Linked DNA regions of Gossypium arboreum: region 2 is linked to region 1. The links are chromatin contacts, called in public Hi-C maps. All regions are on one chromosome and are shown on one strand. Each heading gives the region's core, a stretch centred on a gene start, on an enhancer-like site or on the middle of the called end of the contact. The rest is flanking DNA. Distances are from core to core; before and after follow the strand shown.

Region 1 (5,653 bases), core at 3,140-5,639:
TCATTGTGGAATGCATAAGGGGATGTACATGATGATAAATCATTCAATCATTCTTTCTGAATTTGGTACATGGTTGTTGTGTTCGGGTAAGGTTTGGTGGCCTAAAGGGTATGTTCACATTAAGAGGAGTATTCGCACTAAAAGTGCCGGAGCCTTGGGGAGTGAGTGGCTTGTTCATGAAGATGGATGGAAAAGGCCTTTTTGAAGGGAGTGAGTAGCCCATTCACAAGGGTGAACGACTTATTCTTAGGAGACTAGAACCCAATTTAGTGAGACACACTAATTACAATAGTTACCAAAATATGCCATTCATGTGTATTACAAGCAATTACACTCAAATTCAATTATTAGATAGCTTTCCAAATACTATCTTAACTTAAAAAAAAGAAAAGAAAAGAAAAGAGTTAATAACATATATATTACACAAACAAGCAAATAATCAATTACCTTCCTAAATTTATAAATATTTAATATCCAATATTTTTACAATTAATAAATGTATATAAATATTTAAAACATATGAAATTATTATTAATTAGAGTCAATGGCTTAAATTAATGAACACGTTTTATTTTAAAATTAAATTATTAAAAAAATCAAGATACACAAAAATAAAAAATATTTTAAAAAACCAAACAAGTGAATTTTTGTAAGAAAAAAAAATCTGGAATTGGTATGTTTCAATACCAAAAAAATCGACTAGCATAGATCATACATACGGATGCAAAAACAGTCAAACTGTCTTTAAGCAATAGATTTAAAACGAATAACATTACAAACAAATGAAGGTGACATTAAACATGAAAGTGACAAGGCATAATCCAAATTACTGTCCTATGAGTTTTTGAACATAAGAAATGATGCAAACTAATTATAAAGGTGATTTTGGGCTGAAATACTTTCCTATCACTCTTGAATCTAATATCTTCAAGGCTTCCTCAGATTTAATGCAACTAGGTTTTTTGTATTGGCTCAATGAAGTTCCTTTGGACACACAGTACTCCATTAGTGCCTCAAAACTTCCTTGCTTTACCACCCTAATCTCCAAAGCTGCTATTATGTTCCTTTTCCTATAGATTTTATATGTATAATGCAATGACTCTTCCATTCTAAAGCAACATTCTACCATTATTTTTGGGTCAAGCTCTTTGCAATGCTTGTCTTCTTTTTCCTTGAGCTCCCAAAATAAGACATAGTGACCTGGTACGGAAGAAGTATCAGCATAGCTAGTGTACTCTGTTAAGATGAACCCGAGTGGATCGAGAAGAGCTTTTGCTTCTGTTACAGCCTTGAAAAGGTCAGTTTCGCTAGTTTTTTCCATATCAACACTTAGGACAACACTTTTCCTCTCCACAAACTGGAATTGAGGTGCATTATTGTGGAAACCACTCACCATAAGAACATCTCCGACTTTATATCGGTATAATCCTGAAAGAAACAAAGAAAGGGATATCATCAAACTAGATTAGATCATTATCTAAATTCCAAGGAGGAAGTTTTACCTGTAGAATTTGTGACAACTAGTTCATAACATTGATCAGGCTTCACATTTACAAGATCAACAAGTTCAGTATCTTCATTGTTGCTTTTCATTTCAATAGATTCATCGCGTTCATTCTTCACAGGAAGGAATTCGAAGTAAGCCATGTTAGGGAGAAATGTGTAGGAGACATCAGAAGGTTTGCATAGAGGTTCTATGTTAATCCCACAAAAAGCTTCTGAGGAAGCATATAAAGATGAAACTAAAGGAAGCCCTCCAGAATAGAACTCGAGCTCTGCAGTATACTGTCTCATAACACCCGTACAGATGCCAGCAATGTACCTTGCTTTAGGCCATAGCTTTCTGATTATTCCATCCCATGATTTACAATTACATATGTTCTCTATCAAGTCAGCCTGTTCTGGATTAGGCTTCATGACCAATGATGCTGCATTTCTGCATCTAGAGTCTGTAATCTGATGGCTTAATCGACCCGTTTTTATGTCATAGCATAGCTCTTGCCAATGATTTTCTAGAAACTTGATAGCTCTTAGCACCGTAGATGCAAAGAATGAACCAATCATGACAACCTCTTCTCGTTGGATTAAACCAAAAAGTAATTGACAGTATAAGCTCTGGTTGGGGTCTGGACAAAAGATGGTCTCGCTGGGGCTTGTGTAAAGCTTAGGTAAACTGGCTCTAAATCCACTGCCCTTGAATATGCTGGCTGTAACAGATGTTGCCATGAGGCCACTAGGAGTTTCAATCTCTTGTCTGGCAAACATAAGCTCCATTCTTTTACCGGCTTGGTTGATGTCAACAATGTGCCTTTAAAATTAGACGGATAAAGGCAGATAGTTAGTTTTAGGAGTACTGAATTGCTGTTGTAAATGCAAAAAGCAAGAACAGCAACTATGCATATTATATCAATATATGTACAAGTAGTATTCACTAAATTCGAGTGTTACTATCTGCATGGTGCATTATACATATATTGATACTACATGTATTTCCTTAATATGGTAATTCATATTATAATATATAACTATATAGTAACTATTGATTTTTTTGTTCGAATATAATTACTGTTGATATAATATACCATGTTATATACCAGGGCAGCCCCTAAAATAGAAAATTTTTAATTAGGCCTTTTATAGTTTATAAAATTTTAAATTAATAATGATAAAATTGTACTTTGACCCTCAAAATGTTAAAAATTTGATTTAATCTTTTAAAATTATAAACATATAAGCTATTAAAATAATAAAATTATATTTTACCATCGTAAAATATACAATTTAATTTTACCCCAAAAACTTTTCTAACTTCGCCTTATAATATACTATGATATAACCTAACATGTTAATTTATATAATTATTAAAAAATTTATTAATTTTAGTGTCACAAGCGAAGTGATACAAATTTAAAATATTAATATTAAAAAGTTTATTAATTAAGAAAATTACCAAAAAATATTAAATTAATATTAATATTTAAACTATGATGAATTTTGTATATTTTAATATTAAAATACTTTTAAAAATATTTTCTAATTTCATTATTTTTCCAATTTATTAATGATTTTTGAAGAAATTAATTGAAAATTTTAAACAAAAACTAATATTATAAAAAATATTATAAATTTATTACACACAACTGGCTCAGGCATTGACAAGAATAAAAACTAATTTGATGAATTAAAAGTTTAAAAAATGGTGAAAAATGATTAGATCGATATGATTGAAATATTATATTTATTTAAAAATTTTAAGTGTAATTATATCGATAATTTAATAGTTAAATTATTAAAATATTTATCGTACAAATATATACAGAAGAGTATAAAACTTTTTTGGGTATAAGTGGATTTTTCCTAGTTTAATTAAAGATCCGATTATATATGGTTGTGTTCAGGTCATGGATGAACAAGTAAACAGTGTGATTTCACGAGTAGCTGAAAGAAAAACTAGAAAATAGGGATGGGTTCCTTACTTTATCACAAGAGACTCGTACAAGCCACGAAATAATTCCCACTTTTTAGCAACTTGAGCAGTGACAGGCATCAGCTTTGGCTGCCCGCCTGAAGTCCCAGAGCTGCATTTGATCAAACAGATGATAGAACTATTAGAAGGAAGCAAACAATGCCCCAAAACACACAGAACCAAAGCAACAAATTCATGCATGCCTTAGAAAGAACCCTGTAATGGGTTCAGCTAAAAGGATATCTGATGTCTCCCCATTAACAATCCTATCTATGTAAGGCTTGAGATCTTCATAAGTAACTATGGGAACATTTTTCTTAAAGAGTTGCTTGTCGGTTTGACCATGGAGGAATCCCCTTAAATACTCTGTTCCTGCATTTCTACTTAGTATTTCCCTCAACACCTTGTCTTGAATTTGCCCAGCATTTGTGGTCAGTTCCTCAATCATCTTCAACCCACCTTCATACCCATTCATTGCCATCTAGGAAGCACCGACACGGGGAAAATCCCCTCGTACCAGTGTCGTACTGGTGTCCAACACGGACACGCTGCCGACACGGCCGGAAACGTACCGGACACACCTTGAAGCGTGTCAAAAAAGGACACTCCCGGACTTTACTTTGGCCTGAATCAGAAACGGAAAAAAAACCCATATACAAGAATAGAACTTTAGTAAACAGAAAAAAAGAACTTTAACATTTAATCGTGATAATTTATGAGATTTTTAACATACCTGATTCGCTTATATGAAGATGATGATGCTGGGTTTTTTGCAGAAAATGAAATACAGAGCAAAGGTAAGGATGGTAAATGAGAAGGGAAAATAGGGGTAAATGGGGAAGAAAATAAAAGGGCTACATAAGAAAGAAAAAAAAATAGTTAATGCTGCGTAAGAAAGAAAGAAAAAATAGTTAATGGTGTGTAAGAAAGAAAAAAAATAGTTAATGCATTGTCTTATATAGTTATAAATTTATAATGGGGTAAGAAAGTAAAACAAATTTATATATTAATGAAAAATATTAATATTTTTATTTATATTGAATATTTTAACATAAAAGATATATATAAAATAATAAAAATATTTTTATTACAGTATCTAATCGTATCCATATAATTTAACTAAAAATTAAATGCAAAGTTAAAATAATTTTTTTTAAATATTGAAGAGCGAAATTGTGATGGTCTAAGTCTCTTTACCAACTTATTATTATTAGTTTTTGAAGAATCTTTACCAACTTTTAGAATTAAAAAATTGAAATTTGCATATGATATGTATTGGAAGGATAGCGTACCCAAGCAAGAGTTTATTACTATATTATATTTTGTTTTTTGAAATAGGTGGAAGGAAATTTATTTTTAAAATACGTTTTCTAAAAGATTTTGTGCGATCGATTTTCATTACTTCAATAAATTTTGAGTAATAATTGTGTAATAATTAACCTTCTTTACAAATTCCTAAAATAAAAAAAATTCTAAAATTTATGGTTAAAATGTGTAATAAGTTTTGTACTTTTTATAAATTTTAAATTAAAATTTATAATTTTATTTTCAGAAATTTAGTCATACTTCTCAGATTTTTAAATTCAAAACACTATAATTTTTTTTGTAAATTTGTTAATGTGACATTTTGAAATAAAAAATACTCATTTGATAATAATATAATTAAAAATTGACATTTTAATGAACCCGAATTTAATTAAGTAATCTCAAAAGTATTAATAGTTGGACTTAAATTTTAAAATCTAAAAAGTAAAAAACTAAATTCCTTAAAAAGTATAATGATTAAATTCCAAAATCATGAAAAATATAGGAACTTAATGCATAATTTAATCATTTTATATATGATATGTAGTCATTGAAAACCTCCCAAAAAGGAGACAACATACCAAATAAACCAAACAAGATTTGTAAAACCCATAAGGCATACAACAAGACAAGCGAATGTGTCAAAAAGGCTCATAATATATAAACATCAAAGAACACAAAACTATAAACTGCTAGAGTGATTAAAAAATAAAATTTTTGAACCCCATGTTGGCTTGATAATCAAGGTGTTCATCGCCCTAGGTGTGGCATGCATTCGATTCGCACTAGTCGCATTACTATTAGGACTTTCCCTCCTCTTGTAATTCATAAAAAAAAATCAAATTTTTAAATAAGTTAATAATTAAATCCAATTGAATAAAC
Region 2 (5,563 bases), core at 2,346-4,845, 200 kb after region 1:
GATACTCGCTACCCTATAATGAAACTAATCCGTAATCCGCTTTGAATGCTTCAAACGTGATGTTGATCGCTTTATGTACTCAATATCAGCCCATATATAATTAAAAATACAAAACTTTTCTTCTTATCAACTATACCTAAAATTTATTTTCTTTCTACTATTTTATTTCTTCCTTTTACTTTTTCACTCAATTAAACACATTAGATCACAAGAACCTTGAATCATTAGCTTGATAGGTGCTTGGAAACTTATTTAGAAGAAAAATAAATAGATAATATTTTTATTTAAATTTAATTATAAAATATAAAAAAAAATTGAACAATAAAATTTGTCGTTCCAATTTAATTTGTTATCAAGTTTTATAGCTTATGCATGTCGATCAAGGTTCGAGGTTGACACAATTGGTCAATATTAGGGTTTCCACACATTTAGCATTAGGATTCGCTAATTTAATTTTTTTAAAACGTGTTTGATAATTTTATTAACTTTTTAATTAATATAAAATTTTTAACAAAAAAATGTTGAATAAGATAAGTAGGTAAGTGGCTTAGATATTCTTCTTTCTTCTTGGTTAAAAAGTAAGATATCCAAATTATTATCTTAAATTTTTTTTAAAAATTATATAAAATATATTAAAATATTAATAGTTGTACATACCCAATTTTGCCAAACCCAAATACATTTCAAACCCTTACTAACCCAAGCCTGTTTACAATATTTTCAGCCCAATTAGCCTAACCCAAGTACTACTAGCCCAATACCCTAAATTAACCTAGCCCAGCAGCCCAAAACAAATCAGCAGAGAGGAAACCCTAATTCCATTTGCCTCCCTACTTGCGCCGCACGCCCTTCTGCCCTTAGCTACCACGCCCCACTTTCCTCTAACACTAGCACCATCCTTGGTCAATCCCATACCGTCTGCCACCGCATGCTTCTCCTCCACTTCCCTGACACCTCCATACCCTGCAAAGACAGAAGCAGACCAAACAGAATAGGACAAAAAATAAATAATATTTTCCTAGTTTTGTAGTCGGCTTTAAAGCCGAGAAATAAACATTTGTAAAAGGGGGGATTCGAAAAAAGAGAAGCAAATCTAACCACTTTGTAATAACAATATTAGCAATAGATTCAAACAACAAATAGCATACATCGAATACAAAAAGTAGAGGAAAATACAAAAAAGGGAAACAAGGAACGAAAACATAAATCGGAAGGTGATTTTGTTTCTTATTTTTTCTTTATTATCTTCTTAAATCCATTTTTTTTTTCTCTTTTCTTCTTTTCTTCCTCATTTCTAGCATATATATACACATTTATTTGAAAAAAATAAAAAATAAAAACAAAAAAAGTAAATTTTTACCTTTTCCTACGGCCCATGGACCTCCTAAGCATTGGTCAGTTGACCGCCCGTAGCTAGAGCTCCCTCCTCTCCCCTCTCTTCTTTCTTCCCTCTCCCCTTCTCTCTTTTTTTTTCTCTCCACGGTACAAAATGAATTTTTTTTAAAATTTTTTTGACTTATATAGGGGTCCGAAACGCACCGTTTTGGACCCCCTCTGTTTAGACTAAAAACGACGCCGTTTTGGACGCGGGTCAGGTCGACCCGACCCGCACCAGGTCAGATCCGCGTGTTTTTTAATTCAATGGTATATTTGCGCATTAGATCCTTCCGCATTTTCAGTGTTTTAAATTAGGTTTATTTTTGTTTATAATCTGGCCCTAAAATTTAATCTGACTTGCAATCTACTCCCTGTTGATGCGCTGCGTTTTGATAGAATGGGAATATTACTGATTCAGTCCCCCATGTTTCACGCGTGTTGCAATACAACCCCGTGGCTTATTTTTATTTTAGATTTGGCCCCAAAACTTCGATTTTAATCCAATTTTGGTCCTTTTTTCATTTATCTTTAATTCTTATTTAAATTTTCTTGTATTTTCATATTATTATTATTATTATTATTATTATTATTATTATTATTATTATTATTATTATTATTATTATATGCATATATGTATTTATGTTTAGTATTTTAGCTACTTTATTTTAATATTTAAATGTTATGCTTGCTTTTATATATTTTAATAATATATTATTATTATCTTTATTACAATAGTGTATATTTTTATTTGTGTGTATAGATTTATATATATAGTATTTTTGTGTTACATTGTTGTTCTTCGTATTTTAATGCCATTACTATTATGGTTGTTAATGTAGTGAATGTGTTGTTGTATGTATACATCTTTATATCGTCATTGTTATTATCATTAACCATAGTATATATTTTGTTATATATGTATATATCTATTTGTGCATAGCATTACTTTTTAATTGCTTTATTCTAATATTTCTATATCGATTATATGTATATATATTTAATATGCCTATGTACATATCCATGTATTATTAGTGTTTGTTCCTATATGTATGCATTATGTAAATATTTTAATATTATTTAACATATGTATTTTCATTTTATATGTTTTAGATACGTTTTTAATATATTATACTTTATATATTGTTATGTATATTTTAGTATATACATATATTTGTGAAATATTATCAACAGTTTTATTATTATTTTTAAATAAGTATATATATCGTGCACATATTTTAATACTACATTCTACAATTTTTGTATTATGTAGTTATTCCAACATTATATACTTAGTATTTCTAATATCCTTATTATTTATATCTATGAATGTATATGTCTATGTAGTATATTAGTAAGTCCATTTTATATTGTTGTTATTTCTAATGTATATGCATGTATCATCTATGTGTTATATATATATTATATATTTTCAATATTTTTGCATTATTGCCCTATATGTTATTTATTTCAAATATTTTTAATTTTTCCATTTATTTATTTTTATTTCATCTCAATTTTGTTTTACATTACTTCAAGAATTTTATCCATGTCCTTCTAATTAATTTCAACAATCAAGGCAATATACCGATTTAACATTAAGTCATCGAGTTCATTGCTATGTTGGGTGAACATCAATTGACTCGTGTTAAAGCGATATACCCTTCTCAAAAACCGGAATGAACTAAAATTTCTCGTCTTCTTTTAATTGGATCACGACTAAATTTTAATATTGAACTCGTATTTTTAAAAATCAAGACAACACGTGTTTATGAGATGCCAATTTCTGGGCGTCGCGAGGGTGCTAATACCTTCCTCGCACGTAACTGACTCCCGAGCCCTAATTTTTCTCTGGTTTTTAACCTAGACCCTAAACTCAGCCTTCTTTTTGTTAAAAAAAAAATCTAATAGGTATCCGATCGTACCTAGGAAAAAGGATCGGTGGCGACTCCCGGTTTATTTTAAAATCAAATTTTAGCTTTCAAGTTTTCAATAGATCGCCTCAATTAGCAACCGAAACCAAACAAATTTTTACATCGCTACAATAGTAATAACTAATAAGATTGAATTTAAGAAATAAATAATTTTGAAAAACAAAATTAATTTTATCAAAAGGCATAATTACATTCAATATTTAATTTTATTAAGAATATAAATTTATAATTACAAATATATACATATAGATATTGGGCCAAGGCATTTTATTTTTTTGAGAAGTACCCACAAAGATGGATGAAACAAATGGTAAGCCCAAACATAGAGAGGCAAACCCAGAATTGTGCAGCGAACATTGACCCTTATTTCCTGGTAAGGGGAATCTGGAAATCAAAATATCAAAAATTCTCTTGGGTTGCAAGTGTACGTTTGGATGGCTCAATTGGTTAGAGCACCACCACCACCAGCCACATCACTCTGCTTTCATCCAAAACTATTTTCTCCAGTCCCCAGAACCAGGATGGCAATCAATCCCACCAACACATCACCTTCCTTCAACTCCAGGAAGCTTCCCATTTTGCTGTTTGACATCATGGACACCATTGTTCGTGACCCTTTTTACCATGACGTCCCTGCCTTCTTCGGGTAACTGGTTTTTTCATCTCCCTCCCCTCTTTCTCTTTTTTAATTCTTGTTTCGAATTGTGTTTGTTGGGTTTTTATCATTTTTGTTTTTATTTCAAACCAATATAACTGCCACTGCTGGCGATAGTTTTTGAAGTGATCAAAGTTAAATTCGATGGTCAGAATGTCTTTGAAGGAACTAATTGAATGCAAGCATCCAACTGCATGGCTTGAGTTCGAAAATGGGGTGATTGATGAGGTACACCTAGATTTATAATGTGGGAAAGTTATAGTTCTCTAGATTTTATTGACTAAAGTAGTCTTATGAGTAAGTGTTGTAAGATCTGTTAAACTGTTTGATTGAGGTACCTAACAAATTATAATATTTCTTGAAACATGTTTCACTTGTCAATTTTTTAGGATTGATTGCCATTTCAAGTAATAAAAGCTAAGTTGGATCTTTATTCCTTTGAATTTTTGTACATAAAGGCGAGTTGAATAGAGTTCCACAGTAACAGCCTTGACCTCAAGCTGTTTTGTGTACGAGAGGCTTGAAACCATCCCTGAGCTTGAATAAGTTTCATTTTATAAACTTGATCTTGACTTAATTAGGATCAAATATCTTAAAGAATATGTAATGTTATTTGTTCTATATCATACATTTATTCAGACACACATAGGCCCTAAAATAATAAAATTATATATATTATAGTGCATATAGATGATAATATATGCATTTTACTAAAAATATACATTTTTAAATGCTTTATTAGCCCTGTATGAGCCTGAACCTGACTTGGCAGAGGAGGAGTAGAACTTGACTATTTCCTGAGTAGCTTGCACAGCATGTTGACCCACTTACAACCCGAGTTGGTGACACTGCATTAGTTTTGATTTTTCTTACTTCCCATCATTGTTGCCTTCTTACATCTCCTGCAAAATATCATTTACCTGTTAAACACAAAATGAAATGGCCCTTTGTAGTCCCTTTCCTTCGTCTTTGCTTTCTGATAAGTGGATATAGTAGCTAAAACATTAGTCTTTTAACAATATTTCTCTAGGCTTCAGCTAGTGAAGCTTGTGTACACAACCAAAGCATAACACACCACTTATCTGTTGCCTTTAGATTAACTATCAGTACATTCATTTATTATTATTTATGTTCTTTATTGTTCCGTATCCTTATTAGTTTTATGCCAACGTTAACCTATCCATAACCATGATCCTATATTATATTGACCTGTATATTGATTCTTTGACAGAAACCTACTAGAACTTGTAAATTTCCAGTCCACCAGAAACATACTATTAAAGGATATCATTGCGGTTTCAGTTTCACATTTATAAATGGAACTTTTGAATTTATACTTTATTACTGTACTTTCTACCACATTTTTTAGCAATATAATTTGTGACTGAAAGCATGTAAAATAATTCCATGCCTTTCTTCTATGTTTAATAACCCCTTTTTCTCTTTCGCTCCTTTTCACTTATGGGTCTCTTCATTGCTATATGACCTTTAAGACGTTTGCTTTTCTCTCAATTTTATTGCCTTGCTGTTTACCTTCTGGTCTGGAGTGTGAGAAAGTTATCTTATTTCCTTTCAGGAGGAGCTAGAAGGAAAATTCTTT

The links. A called contact is a pair of places that touch in the nucleus more often than the background predicts.
Region 2: a Hi-C map of leaf shows a contact between it and region 1, with 2.9 times the contacts expected there. The contact joins the promoter of LOC108463905 here to the promoter of LOC108462882 in region 1. A contact is called at or near these places in 2 of 5 Hi-C or Micro-C datasets (both in leaf).

The regions. Positions count from the first base shown.
Region 1 is chr2:9,243,193-9,248,845 of ASM2569848v2, forward strand. LOC108462882 (indole-3-acetic acid-amido synthetase GH3.17-like) reads right to left here and starts at 4,390. Exons shown (of 5, transcript XM_017762794.2): 1 at 4,200-4,390; 2 at 3,670-4,091; 3 at 3,477-3,578; 4 at 1,503-2,308; 5 at 723-1,428. The coding sequence starts at 3,947. The coding sequence ends at 872.
Region 2 is chr2:9,441,838-9,447,400 of ASM2569848v2, forward strand. It overlaps LOC108463905 (flavin mononucleotide hydrolase 1, chloroplatic), which reads left to right and starts at 3,596. Exons shown (of 7, transcript XM_017763900.2): 1 at 3,596-3,954; 2 at 4,116-4,191; 3 at 5,540-5,563. The coding sequence starts at 3,743.